Linked DNA regions of Zea mays: region 2 is linked to region 1. The links are chromatin contacts, called in public Hi-C maps. All regions are on one chromosome and are shown on one strand. Each heading gives the region's core, a stretch centred on a gene start, on an enhancer-like site or on the middle of the called end of the contact. The rest is flanking DNA. Distances are from core to core; before and after follow the strand shown.

Region 1 (7,410 bases), core at 1,502-4,001:
AGGCAAAGTATTTGTCATCATTGAAAGAGAGAGGAGCAAAAGTGATTAAAAATTTCTAGAATTATCTGCCATTCCAAAATGAATTGAACAGGACAAATGAACCAACCTGCTTATTGCTTCGTTCTGCGGTTGTTATATCACCTTTTTCAAAGGACACAAAATCATGCTTATGTTGTCCATTTTTATCCCCATTACATCCCCATGAAAGTTTAAATGATGCCTTTCTCCCCACCACCTTGTGATTAGATCTTGGGATAGGCCCAGGAACTTCGTCCTGGAGAATCTCATGTGCACATATACCATGCTTTCCGCAACATCCTAATTGATCAGATGTAGGTGTCTCCAGGGTTAGTTGGCTGACCAGTTTGTCTAAGTCATTATTGATACAACTGCTGTAGCCTGCACAAGATAGAATTCCAGTTGCTTAAGAGGCACAAAGAGTATAGATGCTGAACACGGTAATATAGTATTCCATGATGCAATATGTGTGCCAAATTTTAAATTTTGAGATCCATCCAATCAGGGGCGATTCTAGGGAGGGGCACAGGGGGGCAATGTCCCCCCTAATCTTCTACAAATTCCATAGAAGCTACTAATTTTTTTAGCTAATCACCATATAAATAATGTAAAATACCTCTTAACAGCCCCCCTCAATCTAATTTGTCCCTCTCAATCTTAAATGCTGGCTTCGCCCCTGCATCCAATGGTGCTATGATAAGCCCCACACACCCTCAAGTCACGCCTATGAGCAGTATGTTGAACATCGCAGGGGCCAGAGCCTAAAGTTTGCTAAACCAACCACACTCCTTGTCGCATGGGCCTATGCACGTGTGTAGCAACCTGCTTGGAATTTTGTGGTCGCTTCACTGACTAAACCATCAAATGGAAAAGATAGATATGAACTTGAAGCGATAGTTGATGGATTGCTCAAGTTATGAGATTGTTTCACTAAAAGTAAAATTATCAATAGCAAATGCATATCTTACCTTTGATTTTACTCCGATGCTTGTGCGCTGTCTCTAATTCATACTTACGTTTCCACTCCGCTGCCTCTGCTTGAGCAGCAGCCTTCCCTTCAGCCACTCGTCGTAAGGCTTTTGCAACAGCTTCAAATTCACATAAATTTATACCAATTGTTATTTTAATAGTAAAAGGAAGGTTGCACATGTCTGTATTTCTGCAGTACATTTTAGGCTTCATTCAAAGTACAAAATATGTCTATCCTTACTTCTCATAGCCTCCGAAAACTCAACAAGATGTGCATCAGTTGACCTGACAGGAGTTTGAGCAAGAAATTCATATGCTGCCCTCTCTGATTCTAGTGAACTAACAGTAGAGATAGATCCATTTTCACTTTGATGTGAGGCCGCGACATCTACATTTACACTCTCGTCAGAAACCTGAAATAGAAGCAGGTCTGTCAGCGTGAGTGCAGGACAATAGGGCATCTGATGGTTGTTAAAAAAATGTCTCTCCTTTCATTGTGAATGTATCAACTGCACCAGAAATAAACATATCCAGCCGTTTAAGATTGCAATGAAGCCAATGATGACATATGCAGCTTAGTTTAGATTCACAGACAAAGTGTTGTGAGGTTTTCAGATAAATTCAGACTTAAACCCACCAAACTTTTGAACTCCATAAACAATACCCAATAAAAATGCTGATCGATTTATGTAACTCAGAGCTTAAATAGGCTCAAACTGCAAAATGATGCAATGTTAAACTTGCAATTTGTTAGCCTTTCCACAGGTAAGGTAACCAAGCGATTTTGCCTCGTATTTTCATGTGTGACTCGGATTTGCAATTAGTGTGACTTTCTAGCTGATTAAATCACAAATTCAAGTTTCGTATACTACTCAAATGTCTGTACTAGATACGTTTTTTTAAACAAATATACACTGGAACACCGGAATAAATCTTTCACCCACAAAATGGGGAAAGGAGGTCGAGCCCATTGGCATTTCTGGTCCAGGAAATCCCCGAGCCGGAGCTTGCAAGATATAGTTACTTAAAACACCTGTACGACAAAAACAGAAGCCGTGAAACTCAAGGACACTCCAGTTAGTTACTTGGGTGCCGTTACTTATTACGCAATCGCACGACGAAGAACAAAAACTACGACTACGAGCGAGACGAACCCAAAGCGGGCACACATTCCTTAACGCCATTCTATACAAGTCTGGACGTACCGAGTGGACCAATGATCTGATGCTCGGAAGAGTTGGGAGCGGAATCGGCGAAGGACTGAGGCTCCGGAACTTGGAATCCGACGGCGCGAGCTGAACTTCCTCGGAGGACGACGGCCCCTGCCACGCGGAAACCACGCATTCACCATAACCAGCTAAACCAAGCATTCCGTCGATCTCAGAATTCAAACTAGCTCGCGAAATTCGGACTCCCAGGGGGAGGAGGCGCTTACTTTGTCGGCGAGCTCGTCGAGCGGCATGGCGGCGCGATCCGAATCCGCTTCGCGTCCTCGCCGTCGCAGAAACCAACCCCCTGTACTGCTCTTGGCCCCCGGTTCCGGGGCTTGGGTGGGCAATTGCACTTGGTCTCCGATTCGCAAGGGGGGAGAAGAAGAAGAGAAGGGGTAGGAGGTGGTTGTGGTGCGAGGCGCCGAGGCCGGTGTGAGGAGCACCACCTCTGCCCCGCCCCGGCGCGGCTATTTAGGATCCTGCTTTGACGCCGACGGGTGCTCGCCGGTGGGCCCCAGCTGCAGTGGGACGGCCGGGTTCCGGCTGACGCGTGCCGGGAAGGGAGCGGCATGGCGTGCGGAGCCTTCGTGGTTCACTGGTTCCTGCCGGGGTCCACCACGCTTCCCATTTCCTTTTTTCCCCGGTTTGGGGATTATTAATTAAATCGATCTAACTATATCCGCCCCCCTCCAACTTGTGGGGAGACAATGGGAGAAAGAAACTTAGGGCTTTGGAAGTTAATTATTTTTACAGTTCCTATGCAATACTATATTTTTAAATAATACTATAATATTTTATACCATAAGATGTTTGGTTATATTCTTGAAAACTATATTTTCAAAAACATGGTATTCTAGATAATGTGGTATTTTTGGAGTATTGGAAACTCCGCTCCAACCCAAAGTTTTTCATGGATGGCTAGATTTTGTCTAATACCATGACTTACAATGTTGTATCCAAACAATGTTTCTCAAACCATGGTATTTTTGGAGTAAAATACTACGGTATTGTCATTAACAATTGCAAAATATAGTATTGTAGAACCATGTTTTTTAGAAACATTGTTGCCAAACAAGTCCTTAGACTCTTTTTGATTGGGATTCTCTAAGAGCTTTTTGAAAAAAAAATCTACTAAAGGGGTTTTTTATGAGCTCTTTCTAGAAAAGAGAGATGATCTCCTTCAAAAAAATCAACGAGAGCTAGGAGCTAGAAAAAAGCTTCTGAAAGTCGCCTAGAGGGGGATGAATAGGGCGAATCTGAAATTTATAAACTTAAGCGCAACTACAAGCCGGGTTAGCGTTAGAAATAGAAACGAGTCCGAGAGAGAGGGCGCAAAACAAATCGTGAGCGAATAAAGAGCGAGACATGATGATTTGTTTTACCGAGGTTCGGTTTTTGCAAACCTACTCCCCGTTGAGGTGGTCACGAAGACCAGGTCTCTTTCAACCCTTTCCCTCTCTCAAACGGTCACTTAGACCGAGTGAGCTTCTCTTCTCAATCAAACGGAACACGAAGTTCCCGCAAGGACCACCACACAATTGGTGTCTCTTGCCTTGGTTACAATTGAATATGATCACAAGAAAGAATGAGAAAGAAAAGAAGCGATCCAAGCACAAGAGCTCAAATGAACACAAATGTCACTCTCTCTAGTCACTATTTGATTTGGAGTGATTCCGGACTTGGGGGAGGATTTGATCTCTTTGGGGTGTCTAGAATTGAATGCTATAGCTCTTGTAATGTGTTGAAGGTTGGAAACTTGGATGCTATTGAATGTGGGGTGGTTGGGCTATTTATAGCCCCAACCACAAAAAATGGTCGTTGGAAGGCTGTTGTCGCATGGCGCACCGAACAGTCCGGTGCGACACTGTCCGGTGCGCCAGCCACGTCAGCAGACCGTTGGGGTTCGACCGTTTGAGCTCTGACTTGTGGGCCCTCTGGGCTGTCCGGTGCGCCAACTACGCGTGCTCTGACTCTGGCGCGCACTGTAGCGCATTGAATGCGGTTGCAGTCGACTGTTGCGCGCGAAGTAGCCGTTGCTCCGCTGGCACACCGGACAGTCCGGTGCTTCACCGGACAGTCCGGTGAATTATAGCGGAGCGCCCTCTGAATTTCCCGAAGGTAGCGAGTTCAGCGTCGAGTGCCCTGGTGCACCGGACACTGTCCGGTGCGCCAGACCAGGGTGCCTTTGGGTTGTCTTTTGCTCTCTTTGTTTGAACCCTTTCTTGGTCTTTTTATTGGCTTATTGTGAACCTTTGGCACCTGTAAAACTTATAGACTAGAGCAAACTAGTTAGTCAAATTATTTGTGTTGGGCAATTCAACCACCAAAATCAATTAGAAAAAAGGTGTAAGCCTAATTCCCTTTCAGCTTCTACAAACTTCTCTCCCATGTTTTTCTCTTCATCGAACCCACGTCGCACGAGAGGTTGTGTTTCCAACCAAATAGGATGCTCTTTCTGAAGCTCTTCTTGAAAATAACCCGATAGTTGTTTTCTAGAGAAGGCAGAGCTAGAGCTAGCAGAGGTAGAGCCCTACCAAAGGGGGCCTTAATTGGGGCATAGGGGTGACAATTGGCTCTAAATTTTACATTTTAAAATTTAAGGATCAGATCAAATTAGGATCAAGCTCTATTTCTATTCATTTTTGAACTAAAATTAATTTAGGGCCCAAACAAATTGTGAAGAAATATTTGGATCGTGGGCATCATACACCTCATTTAAAATCTACTAAGGGGGTGTTTGGTTTCCCAGTAAAGTTTAATTCATGTCACGTCGAATATTTGAATATTAAGTATAAGTATGACATGTAGACTTAGAGCATCTCCAAGAGATTAACCAAAAAAACTAGCCAAATTTAGTGATTTAGCTACTCTCTAAAATAGATTTGACAAAAAAAAATACTAGAGTACTGCAATATACTCTGTAAAACCCAAAAGGTGGATGGTTAATGAGGCAAACTATCTATACTACAGGAAAAACAGGAAAAAGTATCAACCGCCTTAAGAACGTCGACATCAGCGTTCTTAAATAGGATAAGAACGTCGGTTTCGACGGCCGGCGGTCTTAACTTTAAGAACATCGGTCACGTCCAGACCGGCATACATAAAGTTAAGACTGTCTGCCCTCACCTGGCTGACGTTTTTAAAGCGATAAGACATCGACCCTCCCCTATCCGACGTTCTTAAGTGATTTAAGAACCATGCGCCTCAGCTTCCCTTCTCATTTCTCTGTTTCTCTCTGATAGTCGCCTAGAGGGGGGTGAATAGGGCGAAACTGAAATTTGCAAGATTAATCACAACTACAAGCCGGGTTAGCGTTAGAAATAATAATGAGTCCAAGAGAGAGGGCGCAAAACAATTCGCAAGCGAATGGAGCGGTGAGACACAAGGATTTGTTTTACCGAGGTTCAGTTCTTGCAAACCTACTCCCCGTTGAGGTGGTCACAAAGACCGGGTCTCTTTCAACCCTTTCCCTCTCTCAAACGATCCCTCGGACCGAGTGAGCTTTCTTCTTCTCATTCAAACGGGAACAAAACTTCCCCGCAAGGGCCACCACACAATTGGTGCCTCTTGCCTTGGTTACAATTGAGTTTTGATCACAAGAACAAGTGAGAAAGAAAAGAAGCAATCCAAGCGCAAGAGCTCAAAAGAACACAGCAAATCTCTCTCGCTAATCACTAAAGCCTTGTGTGGAATTGGAGAGGATTTGATCACTTGGGTGTGTCTAGAATTGAATGCCTAGCTCTTGTAAGTGGTTGAGAAGTGGAAAACTTGGATGCAATGAATGGTGGGTGGTTGGGGGTATTTATAGCCCCAACCACCAAACTAGCCGTTTGGTGGGGCTGTCTGTCGCATGGTGCACCGGACAGTCCGGTGCACACCGGACATGTCCGGTGCGCCAGCCACGTCACCAAAGCCGTGGGGTTCCGACCGTTGGAGCTCTGTCTTCTGGGCCCGCCTGGATGTCCGGTGGCGCACCGGACATGCACTGTATAGTGTCTGGTGCGCCAGTATAGGCGTGCCTGACTTCTGCGCGCGCTGGCGCGCATTTAATGCGCTGCAGGTAGCCGTTGGCGCCGAAATATCCGTTGCGGCGTTGTCACACCGGACAGTCCGGTGCACACCGGACATGTCCGGTGAATTATAGCGGACTAGCCGTTGTGAATTCCCGAAGCTGGCGAGTTCCTGAGGCCGCTCTTCCTTGGAGCACCGGACACTGTCCGGTGTACACCGGACAGTCCGGTGAATTATAGCGGAGCGCCTCTGGATTTTCCCGAAGGTGACGAGTTTGACTTGGAGTCCTCTGGTGCACCGGACACTGTCCGGTGGTGCACCGGACACTGTTCGGTGGCACACCGGACAGTCCGGTGCGCCAGACTAGAGGTGCCTTCGGTTGCCCCTTTGCTCTTTTGTTGAACCCAATACTTGGTCTTTTTATTGGCTAAGTGTGAACCTTTGGCACCTGTATAACTTATACACTAGAGCAAACTAGTTAGTCCATTTATTTGTGTTGGGCAATTCAACCACCAAAATCATTTAGGAACTAGGTGTAAGCCTAATTCCCTTTCAATCTCCCCCTTTTTGGTGATTGATGCCAACACAAACCAAAGCAAGTATAGAAATGCATAATTGAACTAGTTTGCATAATGTAAGTGCAAAGGTTGCTTGGAATTGAGCCAATATAAATACTTACAAGATATGCATGGATTGTTTCTTTGTTTTTAACATTTTGGACCACACTTGCACCACATGTTTTGTTTTTGCAAATTCTTTTGTAAATCCTTTTCAAGGTTCTTTTGCAAATAGTCAAAGGTAAATGAATAAGATTTTGCAAAGCATTTTCAAGATTTGAAATTTTCTCCCCCTATTTCAAATGCTTTTCCTTTGACTAAACAAAACTCCCTCTTAATGAAATCCTCCTCTTAGTGTTCAAGAGGGTTTTAAGATATCAATTTTGAAAATACTACTTTCTCCCCCTTTTGAACACAAAGAGATACCAATTTGAAAATCATTAGTTTTAAAATTAGGTGGTGGTGTGGTCCTTTTGCTTTGGGCTAATACTTTCTCCCCCTTTGGCATGAGTCGCCAAAAACGGATACTTTGAGTGAAATATAAGCCCTTTGTAATACTCTCTCCCCCTTTGGTCATAAGTAAATGAGTGAAGATTATACCAAAGACGAAGTCCTTTTGCTTTGAACTCTCCCCCAAAAGATGG
Region 2 (7,410 bases), core at 2,333-4,832, 130 kb after region 1:
CCTTCTCCCCCTTTGTCGATTGGGGGCGAGTGCTGGACTTTCGATTGTTTTGTTGTATGAGCTTTGCGATGTGCCGCTTTTGTCAAGATATTTGGGTCTAGTTATGCTTGTCATAAGTTTTTTGCCAATATTTTATTTTATTTGCCAAGATTTTGTTTTAATCCAGCGTTGCTGTGAGGTATTTTTGCACCCGGGGGTTGTCTTTTTCGCACGCCGCAAACGGGTCTCCCGGTGCGGCGGTGACTGTCTTCGTGGCCGAATGTTGGCTTTGAGAACCATTTATGCCGACTCATTCGTTGGGGTTTTTTTATTCGCTGCTTTATTACAAGGCTCTATCTCATTAAAAACCTCACCCCTTCGCAGAAAAGAGCACGGACCGATGATGTTTGAATGTTACATGGTCGCGGATTTGAGCCCCATGGTGGGCGCCAAATGATGGGCACTGACACGCGGACGCGTTGTCAGATGGACCCAAACACTCGGGTAACAGGTGTGATCTCAGGTGCACGACAACATAGATGGAATGAAATTATAGCTTATCGTTATGCATGTCCCATCCAGCTACGAGACGAGGGTATTTATACTCCCGTCTGGGGGTAGGTGGTCCAAAATACGACCCTACCCCCGTTTACCAACTATATCTAAGGAATATTACATGTAACAGAGTAATTACAGCGTCGTTCGTACAGTAGAGGGCGCACACTAGATTACACACCCGCACGTTACACTTACAGGTGGGCCTCCAAGCGCGTCTCGGTGGACCGTATCGAGCTGGTCGGCGCATAGCTGTCGTCGGTGTCCTAGAAGCCTTCGCGCCCGTTTTCCCTCGGTCGACCTAGCTGAACGAAGGGTGGTCGAGGGATCCGCTTCTGGAGTGTAGCGAAGTCTCTAGCTACCCTTTCGACGGACTTGGCTGAGCGAGGGCTCCACTTCCGGAGCGTCGCGAGGGGTGACGAGGATTTCGCTCCTGAAGCATATCGAAGTCTGGTCGTCCGGCCGCCGCCTGGCTCGGCCCCTCAATGTCGGACCCACCCGATCGGAGGCCTCTTCTATCGAAGTCCCTATGTCGCACTAGTACACAGAAGCTCTATAGTGGCGGTTCTATACATATTTACACTGGCGTTTTTCAGTACCGCCAGTGCTAGGGGTCAGTGGAAATCAGTATTTCCACTGGCGGTTATTTTGGAACCGCCAGTGAAAAGTGCATTTTCACTGGCGGTTTTCTTAACGAACCGCCAGTGAAAAGTGCATTTCCACTGGCGGCTGAATAAAGAAAACCGCCAGTGGAAATGCATTTACACTGGCGGTTTTATAAAGCAAACCGCCAGTGGAAATGCACTTTTCACTGGCGGTTTTCTTTATAAAACCGCCAGTGGAAGTTTTCCCGCCTTTTTTCAAAATTTCAAACAATACTGAATTATATATATATTTATTTACACACACACAAACATATATATATATATCTATATTGATATTGAAAGCAACATGAAATTAAATTCTATCATACATTTATATACATCAAAGTATTCTGTTTACAACCATATATGCTTCATGCATTCTATACATCATAAGTTTTCACCTAAGCTCTAATAACTATCTCGGCTAAGAGATAATCTACTAATTTCTGTTAGTATTCTGAACTCTGGCAAAGCTAATGTCCCGGAAGCATCGTGATATTTTCCTTCTGCGGGAATGACCTCTTTCAATATGAATGTGCAGAGGTCCTCGACTATGCCATACAATGCAGCTTCGGTCAAGTTCTCCGGGTTTCCTCGTTGAAATTGCTGTAAAGGAATTTTATAAACATCATCTATTTATACTCAATAATAACACATTTGCATCTTTAATGACATAAATACATACTTAACTATTACTAATAATACCTTGTCAGGGTTCGTGATGTATCGTCCGTTCACTCTCATGAACTCGCACGCATAGAATGTAACCTATCTTCTTCTCTCTCCACACAACACATGAACCATTCATTAAACAACTTAATATGTCATGGATAAACTGATTTGAGAACTAAACATGAAAAAGGAGAGAGGATAGACAAAATCTAACCATATTAAACAACTTTATTTGAGCGAATAGAGCAAAAATGTGGCTAAAATTGAGAGAGGATACACTCTCTCTCCAATGGTGAAACCCTAGATCCAAAATGTGGCTAAAATTGAGCAAAAATGAATAAAAATTGACATTAGCAACATAAACCAACCTTTCTTAGCAATCTTCTTCCAAAAAATGAAGATCAAAACCTCTCCCCATGTATTTTGTGAATTCTGGACCTCCAAAATCGCCTCCAATGGAAGTTGGCTGCGAGCATACAGTTCACTGTCGGGGGAAGAGGGGCATTTATAACAGACACTTCACTGGCGGTTGTCTTTAAAAACCGCCAGTGAAAATGGATTTCCACTGGCGGTTGTCTTTAAAAACCGCCAGTGGAAATAGGATGTTTCCACTGGCGGTTATCTTAAGATAACCGCCAGTGGAAATCAATTTTCACTGGCGGTTTGTGTAACACAACCGCCAGTGGAAACATCCTATTTCCACTGGCGGTTGTGTTAAGATAACCGCCAGTGGAAATAGGTTTCCACTGGCGGTTTTCAAAGCCGGGCCCACCTGTTTCTTTCACTGACGTTTGATAACGGAAACCGCCAGTGAAAAGTTGAACGTGCCGCAGGCTTTGAGCTTATTTGTACTAGTGTCGGTGAACCTACGAAGACAATTAATGGTATAAGGTTTTCGTCAGCTTAGAACGAGAGCGTGTTGGCCTCCGATCAACGTGGTTTTCCCTTTGCGATCAAGGCTGTGTTCGGTCTCCTCCCAACACATAACATAGAAGGCCGTGTGAACGAGCATCAGATGTGGAACGTTATTACCGTTGTCAAAGTATCCGCACGACTTTAGTTAACGGAGACTATTGGAAGGCGATTAGTGGGAGATGACGGATGCACCTAGTTACCATGTTATTATCCCTTTTTTTGCTTTTTATCTCGCGGGCCATGGATAGATTCATAGGGACCACGTACAATACTAAACTTAGCATGCATACATACATAATACACATCTGGAACGCCTCACGGTGTCAACTGTCGGCGCTGACTACAACGCTGTACGCCTGTACTACGCTCTCCATACGTTCCGCGTGTCTCTCTCGGTTGCAGTTGTAGCAAGCCGAGAAGAAGAAAAGGAAGCAGCAATGTGTACACTCAAGTGACGGCTTCCTTTCCTTGTCACGATCGAAGAAAGAGAAGGTACTCTAAACAGCCCCCGAATTCCCAAGAATTTTTTAGACTTTGTTCGTTTGTGCCGGATTGATAGGTCAGAATGATTTCTAGCCGGATTGTTTCTCTATTTTAAATAGATTTTGATTAGCTGAAACAATTCTGGTACAATCCGACGTAAACTTAGGGGATGTTTGGTTTTAGAGACTAATGTTTAGTCCCTTCATTTTATTCCTTTTTAGTCTATAAATTGCTAAATATAGAAACTAAAATAAAGTTTTAGTTTATATATTTGGTAATTTTAGAACTAAAATGGAATAAAATGTGGGACTAAACATTAGTCCCTACAAACCAAACACCCCCTTAGCATTTGCCAAAGCAGGTTTGAAGGCGTGCGCTCCGAAAGGTGAAGCGCGGTAGAAACGTTCAACACCACGAGCCACCAGCCCACCACCACCACGGCAGAAAGAAGCGGGGGAGGGAATTACGTCCCGTTCACTTCACTCCCTCCATCCGATCCCGATCGCCGCCTTCCTCCTCCTCCTCCTGCCGCGACCCGCCACCTAACCAACGAAGCCGCCTCCCTCCAAGCCAAGCTCCCGCATACAGCTCCAAAACCGAACCTGCACCCAGCCCAACGCAACGCGACACCGCCGACAGCGATGGAAGTGAAGGCGCACACGGCACGGGTCCTGGTGGCCCGGCTGCGCGGCGCCACCGCCGCGCGCGACGGGGCCGCGGCGGCGGCGGTGTCCGAGATCCGCCTCGCCACCAAGACGGACCCGGAGATCCGGGCGCCGCTGGCGGACGCGGGCGCGCTGCCCCTCCTGGCCGCGCAGCTCCAGCGCGCGTCCCCCGCGGCCGTGGACGCGGCGGCCGCGCTCCTCAACATCTCCATCTCGGCGCGGGACCAGGTGGCGTCGGCCCCGGGCGTGCTGGACGCGCTGACGGCCGCGCTGCGCTCGGGCGACGCCGCGCACCACGCGGCGGCCGTGGTCCACAGCCTCCTCTGCGGCGGGGAGCCGCACCGCGCGGCGGTGTGCGAGCGGCGCCCGCTCCTGGCCGCGCTGGTGGCGCTCCTCCGCGCGCCGCCGCACAGGCCGGGCGCCACGCGCGCCACCAAGGACGCCCTCAGGGCGCTGTTCGGCGCCGCGCTCTACCCGCCCGCCCGCGCCGCGCTCGTCTCGCTCGGCGCCGTGCAGGCGCTCTTCGCGCTCGTGCTCACGGACGCGCGCGACGGCGTCGTGGAGGACGCCACCGCCGTGGTCGCGCAGGTGGCCGGGTGCGCCGAGAGCCTCGAGGCCTTCCGCTGGGTCTCCGGGGTGCGCATCCTCCTCGACCTCGTCGAGTCGGGGGGCGCCGCCACGCCCAGGGCGCGGGAGAACGCCGCTGCCGCGCTGCTCAACCTCGTCGTGGCCGGCGGGGAGGCCGCCGCGGCAGATGTGGTCGCAGTCGGCGGCGCCGAGGAGACCGTGCGGGAGCTCGCCGAGGACAGCGCCGCCAGCCCCCGGGGGAAGGCCAAGGCGGAGGCGCTGCTGCGCGCGCTCGAGGACGCCGCCGTCAGGAGGCGCGAGCACCGCCTAGCTGATTTCCTCGACGGGCTCGTGCAGTCCGATCCTTACATCTCGTCGCCGGCGTCGGCGTCCACGCACGGCTAGTCAAAGGCTGATGATTCTGGTTTGAGTTTGGTTTGACGACCGACAACTTCCTCTTCTTTCTTCCTTCTTCTTCCTTGTATATAAAAAACAACATCTTTTATGTAGTGTAGCTTGGCTAAAAAATACTAATCGCATTTGTTGATTGATGCAAATTCTTCCTGTGCTGCGTGTCGTCAACTTTGTGTAAAATTCGCCCAAACTCTGGCTACATTCAGGACTTCGGATGAGACCAACCGATCGATAAAATTCTGCATCACACCATGGCCACTAGCATCTCCGTTCTCTGACTGCCCATCTCTGCATCACACCATGGCCACTAGCAAATCACAGGGTAAAAAAAGAGAGATAGAGAAGAGAATGTATGGTCGCAATTCAAATTGCAAATACTCTATATTTAGTTTAAGGGGTCGTCGAGACTGCTTCACGCCTTCACCCCATATTGTTTTATAAGCTCCACTTTATGTTTTTTAGTTAAACAACATTACGTAATTCTGGTCTATGAAAATTACAAAACCATGAGCTCAAGAGGCGTTCTCTATAAACTCTAAACTTTTTATGAAGCTGCTCTGAACCTTCTTTATAAAAAAATGGAGCAGTTCCAAACAACTCATAATTAATTATTAGATTGAATAGCACCGAGAATTTTGCAAGTGCTTCATTTCTATCGATTTGGAGGTCAGATCACTGTACGAGGATTGATCCCGTCAACCCCTTGAGATTTTTTGTCAGCTTCTCGCCACCTCCCACTCCCATCTAGTGTACATGACCTGTCACCTCCGTGGGACGTGGATGTGGCTGGAATTATCAACCCATCTCCAACAATATGTGTAAGTGGCCGTGTAAAGTACTCTTTTGCACCATACACTCATATAGTGGAGTTTGAATTAGGGAGTGAGATATGAAGTCTGCTGGAGATAACCCTGCGGTGGCATCAGGGTCAGCGTCGACAGTGTAAAGTACTCTTTTGCACCGTACACTTACAGAGTGGAGTTTGAATTAGGGAGTGAGATATGGAGTCTGCTGGAGATAACCCTGCGGTGGCATCAGGTCGGCGTCGACAAACGCTTTGCTCGGCTAGGTTTAGGGTCTTCATTTCTATCGATTTGGAGGTCAGATCACTATACGAGGATTGATCCCGTCAACCCCTCGAGATTTTTTGTTAGCTTCTCGCCAGCTCCCTCTCCCATCTAGTGTACTTGACTTGTCACCTCTATGGGATGTGGATATGGCTTGAATCATTAAGCCATCTCCAGCAAGTTGTGTAAATAGACGTGTAAAATACTCTTTTGCACCATACACTTATAGAGTGGAGCTTGAATTAGGGAGTGAGATAGGAAGTATGCTGGAGATAACCTTGCGGTGGCATCAGAGTCGGCGTCGACAAACGCTTTGCTCGGCTAGGTTGAGTCCAAAAGCTCCAAACCACATACGGAAGCTCTCTGATCCATTTCCTAGCAAATTTCTCGTTCTTATCGAAAATCTTATTCCTTAGCGTCTTTACGATCATTCCATTTGCTTGTTCAACTTGACCATTGGCCCTCGGATGGGCTAATGAAGCACACTTGAGGTACACCTTTGCTAGTAGAAATAAAAAACCCTGTGAAGTTGGACCTATGTCTCTAATGTTGTTATTTGGTATTCTAAACCTGAATATGATCTCCTAGATGAACTCAACTGCTTTGGATGTCGTCAGCGAGGCAATCGACTTGTACTCGACCCATTTCGTGAACTTGTCAATGGCCACCAATACATGTGTGTGTTCTCTCTGAGCTTTCTTGAATGGCCCTATCATATCTAGCTCCTAGCATGTGAAGGTCCAGGAGACCGAGATAGTCTGCAACTGTTGTGTCGGCAAATGATGTTGCTTGGCTAGGAACTGACAGACTTCACATCTCTGAACTAAGTCGGTTGCGTCCTTCTTGGCTGTTGGGCAGTAGAACCCTGCTCTAAAAGCCTTCCCGGCCAATGTCCTTCAGGCTGCATGAACTTTACATTGTTCAGCATGGATCTCCTCCAATAGATGATTACCCATAGATGTGTAGATACATCTCATGAAAGCTCCTGCAGCTCCCTGCCTATACAAGACATTACCAATGAGTGTGTAGTTGGCAGACTGTCGGACGAGATGCTCGATGACTACCTTATCATCCAGGTCCTCTTTGTTTCTGATATATTTGATGATGGGTACCCTCCAATCAGTCGGGTCTTGTTCTGGTGTGGGCACTTCTTGTTGTACCAGTTTGCATTCTTCTCCTGAGTCTTAGGGGATACTAGGGTGATGTATTTCTTGCACAAAAGCATGAGGGGTGCCTGAGCTCGGCTCGAACCAAGTTTTGACAACACGTCAACTACTACATTGTGATTCCTTTCGACATGATGAAACTCCAATCCTTCAAACTTGTCTTCAACTTGACGAACAACAACACAGTACTTGTTCATGGATTCTGTGGAACAATCCTAGTCTTTGTTGACCTAACTTATCACCACCAATGAGTCTCCTTACACCATCAACCGCTTTACCCTAA

What was found. Hi-C and Micro-C count contacts between places; a contact is called where the count stands out from the background.
Region 2: a contact with region 1 is called in a Hi-C map of ear, with 3 times the contacts expected there. The contact joins the promoter of LOC103650716 here to the promoter of LOC100285591 in region 1. A contact is called at or near these places in 8 of 25 Hi-C or Micro-C datasets (bundle sheath, ear, leaf and 3 more).

What each region holds. Positions count from the first base shown.
Region 1 is chr3:149,487,716-149,495,125 of Zm-B73-REFERENCE-NAM-5.0, forward strand. LOC100285591 (NAD kinase 1) reads right to left here and starts at 2,752. Exons shown (of 11, transcript NM_001158482.2): 1 at 2,423-2,752; 2 at 2,193-2,309; 3 at 1,229-1,400; 4 at 987-1,106; 5 at 107-399. The coding sequence starts at 2,449.
Region 2 is chr3:149,616,327-149,623,736 of Zm-B73-REFERENCE-NAM-5.0, forward strand. It overlaps LOC103650716 (U-box domain-containing protein 14), which reads left to right and starts at 3,583. Exons shown (of 1, transcript XM_008676281.4): 1 at 3,583-5,141. The coding sequence starts at 3,890. The coding sequence ends at 4,885.